Regions from separate parts of the Zea mays genome. Here all the other regions are linked to region 1. A link is a contact called in public Hi-C data. All regions are on one chromosome and are shown on one strand. Each heading gives the region's core, a stretch centred on a gene start, on an enhancer-like site or on the middle of the called end of the contact. The rest is flanking DNA. Distances are from core to core; before and after follow the strand shown.

Evidence for each region. A called contact is a pair of places that touch in the nucleus more often than the background predicts.
Region 2: a contact with region 1 is called in a Hi-C map of ear, with 2.3 times the contacts expected there. The contact joins the promoter of LOC100284084 here to the promoter of LOC541998 in region 1. A contact is called at or near these places in 3 of 25 Hi-C or Micro-C datasets (ear, leaf and tassel).
Region 3: a contact with region 1 is called in a Hi-C map of ear, with 2.2 times the contacts expected there. The contact joins the promoter of LOC100284037 here to the promoter of LOC541998 in region 1. A contact is called at or near these places in 2 of 25 Hi-C or Micro-C datasets (ear and tassel).

What each region holds. Positions count from the first base shown.
Region 1 is chr1:121,468,212-121,471,174 of Zm-B73-REFERENCE-NAM-5.0, reverse strand. It overlaps LOC541998 (auxin import carrier 1), which reads left to right and starts at 1,408. Exons shown (of 3, transcript NM_001111647.2): 1 at 1,408-2,307. The coding sequence starts at 1,451.
Region 2 is chr1:121,179,364-121,182,134 of Zm-B73-REFERENCE-NAM-5.0, reverse strand. It overlaps LOC100284084, which reads left to right and starts at 1,499. Exons shown (of 1, transcript NM_001156982.2): 1 at 1,499-2,465. The coding sequence starts at 1,558. The coding sequence ends at 2,451. LOC109611595 reads right to left here and starts at 2,625. Exons shown (of 2, transcript NM_001348346.1): 1 at 1,583-2,625; 2 at 655-1,013. The coding sequence starts at 2,610. The coding sequence ends at 818.
Region 3 is chr1:121,014,318-121,017,166 of Zm-B73-REFERENCE-NAM-5.0, reverse strand. LOC100284037 (thaumatin-like protein 1) reads left to right here and starts at 1,391. Exons shown (of 3, transcript NM_001156935.1): 1 at 1,391-1,680; 2 at 1,788-2,484. The coding sequence starts at 1,623.

The sequences.
Region 1 (2,963 bases), core at 159-2,658:
ACAAACTCAACAATCTCTACCTTGAGACAAATTCCATCTTGTAGCCATAACATATAATCAACTTTCTGAATAATAGAAGAAACAAACTGCTGGTGCCAACATAGCCACTAGGGCTAAGCAATTATACCAATTAAGTTCGAGCAAAGCTCAAACTTAACCCCAGAAACATGTTTAGTCATCATGGAAGCTAGATTGAAGTGTGTATTGATCATGTATACCCTTAATTTACCTTCCGTAACTATTTTCCGGATATAATGATACTTAATATCAATGTGTTTTGTCCTCGTTTGAAACATTTGATCCTTTGTAAGATAAATAACACTCTGACTGTCAGACCAATGTAAATAATGATGACGGCCTAAGCCTCCCGTCGATGGGCCTCCACTTCTCTCGACAACGTGAGTTCCATATGCAGAATTTAGATTACAAACTCAACAATTGATATCCAATTAAGTCACACTAGGATACTAACATATATAAATAAATCTGGGAGCCGAGGTCAGCAATAGTGAGTTGCTAAAGACAAGAGGGGATGGGAGACGGCGATGAGAATATGGGTTGCGTTGGAGGTGAGCAGAATTTTAGGCTGGCGCCGGCTACATTTGATAACAAAAGAAAAAAAAGAATGGAAGCTTGATCTAGCTTGTGTAGAATAATGCAATAATGCAAGGATTATTTGCACGTGCCCCACAACATAATTATATATACAGAGAAAAGAAACATTTTTCAATATAACATATATTCTTGTTTCAAGTTGTGTTCTTCCATCCAAAATATGTAAATGGTATATGTGATAAAAACATGCAAGGGACGATGTGAGGAGAAGATCCAAGCCATGGAACACGCATCCAACGGACAAACACGTTCAGTTGGATCTTTTAGAGACATCACTCGAGTGATGCACATACTTTCCCGGCCCCAAAAGAAAAAAAAAGGTGATGTGCATGCATACATGCATTGCCCCCGGCCCACTTAGGGCTTGTTCGGTTATTTCCAATCCATACGGATTAGAGGGGATTGATACGGATTGGAGGGGATTTTGACTTACTGGAGATTGAAACCCCCTCAATCCCCCTCAATCCATATGGATTGGGGTAGAACCGAACAAGCCCTTATAATGTGTCCAGGCAGAACACTTTCTTCGTATGCTCTAGCAATGCACGCTGCTCCGTCCTTGCTTTCCACGGGATTTTTCACCACGTCTTTTGATCACCCGCTCCTTTCGTTTGCTTTCTTGAACCCAAATAGGATCGAGTAATACTATATATTAATGATAAAATAAAGAGAGGCGGGTAGCAGCCACGTACAGTACAGCCCCAGCCCCAGAGGCCCCGCGGCCCGGCATGAAAAGAAAGGACGCTGGGTTTCTTTATGCCCCAGCTGCTGGAGTGCTGTCTCCCCCCCGGGACATCGCCTCTCCATATATACGACACCCCCGCTCCCCCCTGCAATGCACACAACACCAGTAAGCAAGCACCGCCAGCACGCACAAGCAGGCAAAGCTCTCGACCATCGCTCTGAGGGATTAATGGCGGCGGGAGGAGGAGGCGGCGGCATCGCCGACGAGAAGGCCCCTGCTGCTGAGGCGTTCGGCGGGCACCTGGAGGCGGCGGAGATGACGGAGGCGGAGGAGGAACACAGCGGCGTCAAGTCCCGGCTGTCGGGTCTGCTGTGGCACGGCGGGTCGGCGTACGACGCGTGGTTCAGCTGCGCGTCGAACCAGGTGGCGCAGGTGCTGCTGACGCTGCCCTACTCGTTCGCGCAGCTGGGGATGCTGAGCGGCGTGCTGTTCCAGCTCTTCTACGGCCTGCTGGGCAGCTGGACGGCGTACCTGATCAGCATCCTGTACCTGGAGTACCGCACCCGTCGGGAGCGCGAGAAGGCCGCGGACTTCCGGAACCACGTGATCCAGTGGTTCGAGGTGCTGGACGGGCTGCTGGGCCGGCACTGGCGCAACGCCGGGCTGGCCTTCAACTGCACCTTCCTCCTCTTCGGCTCCGTCATCCAGCTCATCGGCTGCGCCAGCAACATCTACTACGTCAACGACCGGCTGGACAAGCGGACGTGGACCTACGTCTTCGGCGCCTGCTGCGCCACCACCGTCTTCATCCCCTCCTTCCACAACTACCGCGTCTGGTCCTTCCTGGGCCTCGTCATGACCACCTACACCGCCTGGTACATGGCCGTCGCCTCGCTCGTCCACGGACAGGTCGAGGGCGTCCAGCATTCGGGGCCCACAAGGATCGTACTCTACTTCACCGGGGCGACCAACATACTCTACACGTTCGGGGGACACGCGGTCACAGTGTGAGTATATCTCTGTCCTGTTAGCCTAATTAATCGCATCATTAGTTTATCAGTCTGTCCCTTGATTACTCCTAATCGGCTAGTAGTAGTAGTAGTTAATTAACAGTAAAAAGGCACAGTAGCTCATATGCATGCGCGTGCGACGTGCGTGCGCGCACGCTACACGGCTGCACGCTCTGCCCTCGCGGCTCGGCACATGCATGCTGCTTGGGAATGATGCGGGCCCCATGTGTTTTTCTTGGGGACCACTGACATGCATATATATGGGGGGGATTAAATAAATGGCCATGACGGCGACAAAGATAAAAGAGAGCAGAGCAGTGTCGGTCTTGCTGCCGCTCTCAGTTCTAACTTCTCATCGCCGGCAAGTGCTAGTGCTAATGCTACTACTAGGTGCGTGGTGTAGTAGCTTAAAGGACATACAGACCCTCCCACAACGCAACAAGGACACGACCGTTGCATGTACTGTACGTATAATACATGAGGTACATGGGTCCCCCTGTTCGGCTGTTCACTTCCGTCCATCGGTCATATGGAGGGAGACCCATGCACAGCACAGATGCATGCATGCATGCATGCCACCGACACATGGGTCCCAGCCTGCCACGAGGCACCATGACTCGTTGCTTCCGTTGTTGTGTGCGCTTCTTTTTGAC
Region 2 (2,771 bases), core at 250-2,749, 290 kb after region 1:
TCGGGTCGGATATCAGCTGGATATCTAAATCCACGAATTAAATTGTCATCCCTATGCGAGACACGGGAGAGACCAAGGGCATGTTTGAGTATTCTAATAATATTATATATACACAATACCTACTTAGGAGCCAAACATCCCTCATTTTCAGTACATATTCGCCTTAAAATCTGAGCATCTGGTTGAACTCACATAGTATGAAATAATGGACATGTCATCGAAGGCTAGAATCTAAGCGTTCTCAAACGTAGCCCTACAAACCTACGTGTTTCATGCGTAACGCAAGACAGTAGAGATTGTTGTGTTATTTTATTTTCTGTATGTGACGTGCAGATATTTAACTAGTGTCAATACACGAGTCCAGGAATATAGCCGGCTCGCGACAACACGTTGATTATTTAGCACCCGAGCACTCCCAATCATTCACTGGCATAGTTGCTGTCGGTTGTTGAAAAATGTTGAGAGCGTAATGAAGTGTGAGAAGAAAGAAGCTTAAATTTTGATTATCCCCCCAATCGAATCAATCAACCAATAATCGCTTTTGAGGTTACAGCACATCCTCCCGATGCATACGACCTAACTAGGAGAAAGAACAGTGAAAGAATTGCCCCACACCACCTGTAGTCTCTGCCCAACGGATGAAAAGAATATTTTCGAAGCCAAAAAACAAAAGAAGAAATTCTACTCGTCCTACCTAAGCTACAAGCCTAGAATACTATGCTCATGTTCCGTCGCAGTCGCTAGGGGCTCAACATACTGTATGTATGCTCACCGGTCTTCTGATAAGCGTGGCCCACCTGACAGCGATGATGACCGGTCACAGGCGAGTCGAGCGCGAGAGCGCGAGCGCGACGGCTGCTGTGATGGTGACGGTGACGGCGAAGAGAGAGTTGGCAGATGAGGCGGCGGCGCTGCTGGTCTGTGTGTTGCCGCCGAAGAAGACCATGGTGGTGCCGTTGTTCAGCTGCTGCGGTAACCCGGCGGCCTGAGGGTTCTGCCCCGTCGACTTCACGCTGTTGCATGTATTCAAATGGTCAGTGTCACAGCTACTACAAGGTAGTATTATATTAGGAACTGCTAGCGACCCAAGAGTACATACATACTACTACAATTGTGCTCATAATACAGTACATATAACTAAGACATGCAAGCATGTTATTGTTTGTGCTCATATAGTCATACTACACTGTGTCTGTATTTGACCTGCTGTGGGCCGTGCCAACTCTGCCTGGCCCAAAGGACCGAACAAGCAGCATCCTTGTCCTGCTCCTGGACCACGTTGTGAAAGCCCAAACGGCCGAACAGCAGCATCCTTGACTCCTTGTCCTGCTATGACCACGTGGACAGCTTGCTAGCCGTTGTTTCTCACTAGCCGTTGGTAACTTACCTCCTCGAAATGCGTGACTAACCCAACCCCCACCTGTCACTACTAGTCACACAACAATTACTCCTGCAGTACGTTCTGACAGCAGAATGGTGTGCAACTTGCTAATATTATCTTTTATCAGTCATTTCTAACTACTGTATTATACTGATAATGGTACGTACTAATGAAGGATGAAAGTGCGTGTGGTGGTACTACCTGGTGGGCACGGCGGGGCAGAAGGTGATGGTGTAGTCGGTGCTGCCGGCGGCGCAGGTGAATGTGGAGGTGGCGTCGTCGTACGCGTAGCTGTAGGCGCGCGGGCACGCGGTCTTGAAGAACTCGGAGTAGGCCGACGGGCGGCACGCGGTGGGGGTGCCGTACGCGCCGCTGCAGCAGTACTGCGCGTCCCCGAAGGCGTCGCACGCGCTCCGGCACGCCACGGGCCCGTCCGCCGCGGCCTCCACCCGCAGGCCCGCCGGGCACGCGGAGTTCAGCTCCGCGGCGCACCCCGTCGGCGCGCACTTGCCGCCGGCTGCCGTGGTGGAGGCGCTGCTGGGCGCGACGATCATGGGCAGGTTGTACCCGTCCACGAGGCTGACGTCGTAGAAGTCCAGCCCGCCGCTGCCGTCCAGCGTGAACTCCGCCAGCGTCGCGGGCGGGGCGGCGCCGCCGCCGCTGCACTGCACGTCGCCGGACCCGCAGTCCCCCGTGGCGCACGCGAACCGCCCCGTGGCGGCGTCGGCGGCGCAGAGCGTGCGGCCCCAGAGGCGGCCCGACCACCCCGCGGGCGCCGCCACGGCACGGGACTCCGAAGGCGCCAGCGCGAACCCCGTGGTGGGCAGCGGCGCGGAGCCCGCGCTGGACAGCAGCCCCGGCCACACCGTGTAGCCGCAGTTGTTCGCGATGGTGAACGTCGCCGACCGCGCGCCGCGCAGCTGCAGGACCAGCAAGAGCGCCGCGAATGCCCGGCGCCAAGAAGGCACGGCTGCCGTCGCCGCCATTTCGCTTGTGGAATGCTGATGCGTGCTTGCAGCTGGAGACCCTGGCAGCAGCGTGCTTGGGAAATCCAGCCGATGGATGGATGACGGTGCTAGGATGGATGACGGTGCTAACAGCCAATCCATGGATGGGGTATTTATAATGTAACTAGCCGGTGGAGGATGGCGACAATTGAAGCGCAGGTGAAGCAGGGGAGGAGGAGCTGGCTGCGAAGCGGAGCAGAGCTGGAGTCTGGAGAGGTGCATCGGTGCGTTGTGTCTTACGTGGACGCGGACTTTTGTCTTTGACTCGTGTTCCCATAGAGAGAGAGAGCTCGCTCCTGCCGCTTGGAAACTGACCAGTCTAGTCTTATCTACCACTCCTACTCGTAGAAGCGACTAATATAAATAAATTAATAGAGGATTTA
Region 3 (2,849 bases), core at 142-2,641, 450 kb after region 1:
TTGGAGGCGCAATGTATCAGCCGTCCTCCCCTGGCAAATTAAGGGGCTGTTTAGTTTGCTGCCTAACTTGTCATAGTTTGCCACGCCTAAGGTTAGACAAGTTTGACCAAGTTATGCATGTGCTTGGTTTGAAGCCATAGTTATGGCAAGATTTTTCTCCTGCTACGTAGGTCCCACTCGTCAATGACTAATAAAAGTGTGGCAAGATTCTCTTAGGCGTGGCAAACTGTGGCGCAAAATTTGAGTGCCTAACCTTAGGCACCTTAGGCAAGTGTGGCATAAAATTATGTGGTAATTTTTGGCACCATAGGTATAGAACCAAACAACCCCAAATCCCTCTTGAGCATTTGATCGAAAACCTCACGCGCATGGCCCACACCAGCACCGCTTGAGCTGAGCACACAGAGGAGAAAAAAAAAGGAGCCGACGAGCCGTCCGTAAGCAAGCCAGAGCAAAAGGAGCGATTACAGATAAGTGTGGATAACGAGCCGACTCGACTCAGCTCGTCCGAGTTCGAGCTGGCTCATTAAGCTAACGAGCTAGCTCGGCTCGGCTCATTAAGTTAACGAGCCATAGAGTCAGCTCGGCTCGGCTCGTTTACGAGCTCGAGCTGGCTCGTTTAGCTCGCGAGCTAGAACAGAAAAAAAATATGTATATAATAATTAATTTTTAGTTAATTTTATACTAATTTAACAATAGAAAACAGTAATTATACTCCTAGTTTCACAAACCACGTCAATGTAACACCAAATTAGCACAATTCATCACTCATCAATTCACATACATGTTTATCAGTTTAACCCACAATTATATTTGCATAGACCAAATTAACACATAGACATAGTTCATTAATCATTAGTTTAACTCATAGACCATAGACACCTCACACACATATATATATATATATATATATATATATATATAATATGTTCATCAATTATTCTGTAAATGATATGTATATAGTTTTGTTTTGCTGAAATGTGATAGCTCGTTTAGCTCGCGAGCTGGCTCGTTAACGAACCGAGCTAGGATGTCAGTTTAGCTCGTGAAAAAATTTAAACGAGCCGATCTGAACCGATCCGAGCTGACCATAAACGGAACGAGCCAATAAGTCACGAGCATTTCGTCCGGCCCTAATTACAGATGAGAAAAGAAAGAAGCCGGAGAAGTTCATAAGCCGAGCCAGTTCCGTTTCTTTAAGATTTGTGGGCGGACGCGTGTCGTCGATCCAAAGGCAGCTGAAGAGATGCTTTCTACAGTGACAGTAGTCAATTTTTTTTCCTCCTCCAGTGGAGATGGTCTATCAAAGGTAAAAAGCGAGGTAAAGTAATTTGCTGCTATAAGTACAGCCTTAGCGCCTCCCAAAAGATTCCTTCTCGTCCCCGCTCCAGTGGATGCCCCATCCCTCCATTCAAGGTTGGTGGCGGGTGCGCCGGTGTCTCTCTCAGCCCCTCGTCAACCGGATGGTCACACTGCCACGCCATCGCTACACGCAGTAGTAACTGCACTGGCATAGCGACACGGCAGGCACACGCTTCTTCCCCGTGCTTGCAGTCGCAGTGCAGCTGTTCCCACACTACACCCCGTCAGTCTCGGCCACTGCATAGTCTCAAGAAGCAGAAATGGAGTTGCCAAGATCCATGGCCGTTCTTGTGCTCGTGTTCGTCGTCTTGTGCCGAGGTAATGATCTCTCGGCAAATCGACCGAATGTTTCCTTCTTTAACGAGATCTTGCGTGGTCACCAGCAATGGCGGGTGACCAAGCTGAAGCATTCTCGTTTGTCGCAGTGGGGGAGGCGGCGACGTTCACGTTCGTGAACCGGTGCACGGACACGGTGTGGCCGGGCGTCCTGTCCAACGCCGGGAGCCCAAGGCTGGAGCCCACGGGGTTCGAGCTCCCGCCGGGCGCGGCGCGCGCGGTGCCGGCGCCGGCGGGCTGGTCAGGCCGAATGTGGGCGCGCACGGGCTGCTCCCAGGATGGCGGCACGGGGCGGCTCGTCTGTGCCACGGGCGACTGCGGCTCCGGCTCAGCCGAGTGCTCGGGCGCGGGCGCGGCGCCGCCGGCCACACTGGCCGAGTTCACGCTCGACGGCAGTGGCGGGCTGGACTTCTACGACGTCAGCCTCGTGGACGGCTACAACCTCCCCGTGCTGGTGGAGACCTCCGGCGGCGGAGGCTCCACGGGGCCAGCCTCGTGCGCCGCGGCCGGGTGCGCGGCGGACCTGAACGCGATGTGCCCCGCCGAGCTCCGAGCCGGGGGCGGCGGCGCGTGCCGGAGCGCGTGCGACGCGTTTGCGCGGCCCGAGTACTGCTGCAGCGGCGCCTTCGCGTCCCCGGCGGCGTGCCGGCCGACGGCCTACTCGCAGGTGTTCAAGACCGCGTGCCCGCGCTCTTACAGCTACGCATTCGACGATCCCACCTCCACATTCACCTGCGGCGGCGGCCCGGACTACACCGTGACATTCTGCCCCGGCGCCACCCCAAGGTCCGGCCTTTGATTTCACTCGCCCTTCTTTTCTCGCACCATTGCCTGATTTATTGGTCACTCCCATCGTACACTTGCAATTTCTCGCTCTCTCTAGAGAGAGGGAGAGAAAGAGACTATGAAACAAGATTTGGCACTGCGTTTCTGCCAAGTTTGTCTGGATCTGTGGATGGGTTCTTGGCTTGTGAATGTGGGGTTGATCTGCCGCAGCTCTTTTTTACCGTGCCTGCCAGCTAGTCTACACTATACTACACAGCCTTCTGTCGTCCTTTAGCTCCTCTTGTCACTAAAACAGTCAGAGGTTTCTGACTCACCGCAAGATTTCCAGCTATTAATTACCTACTAAACCAGTACTTAGCTAATTG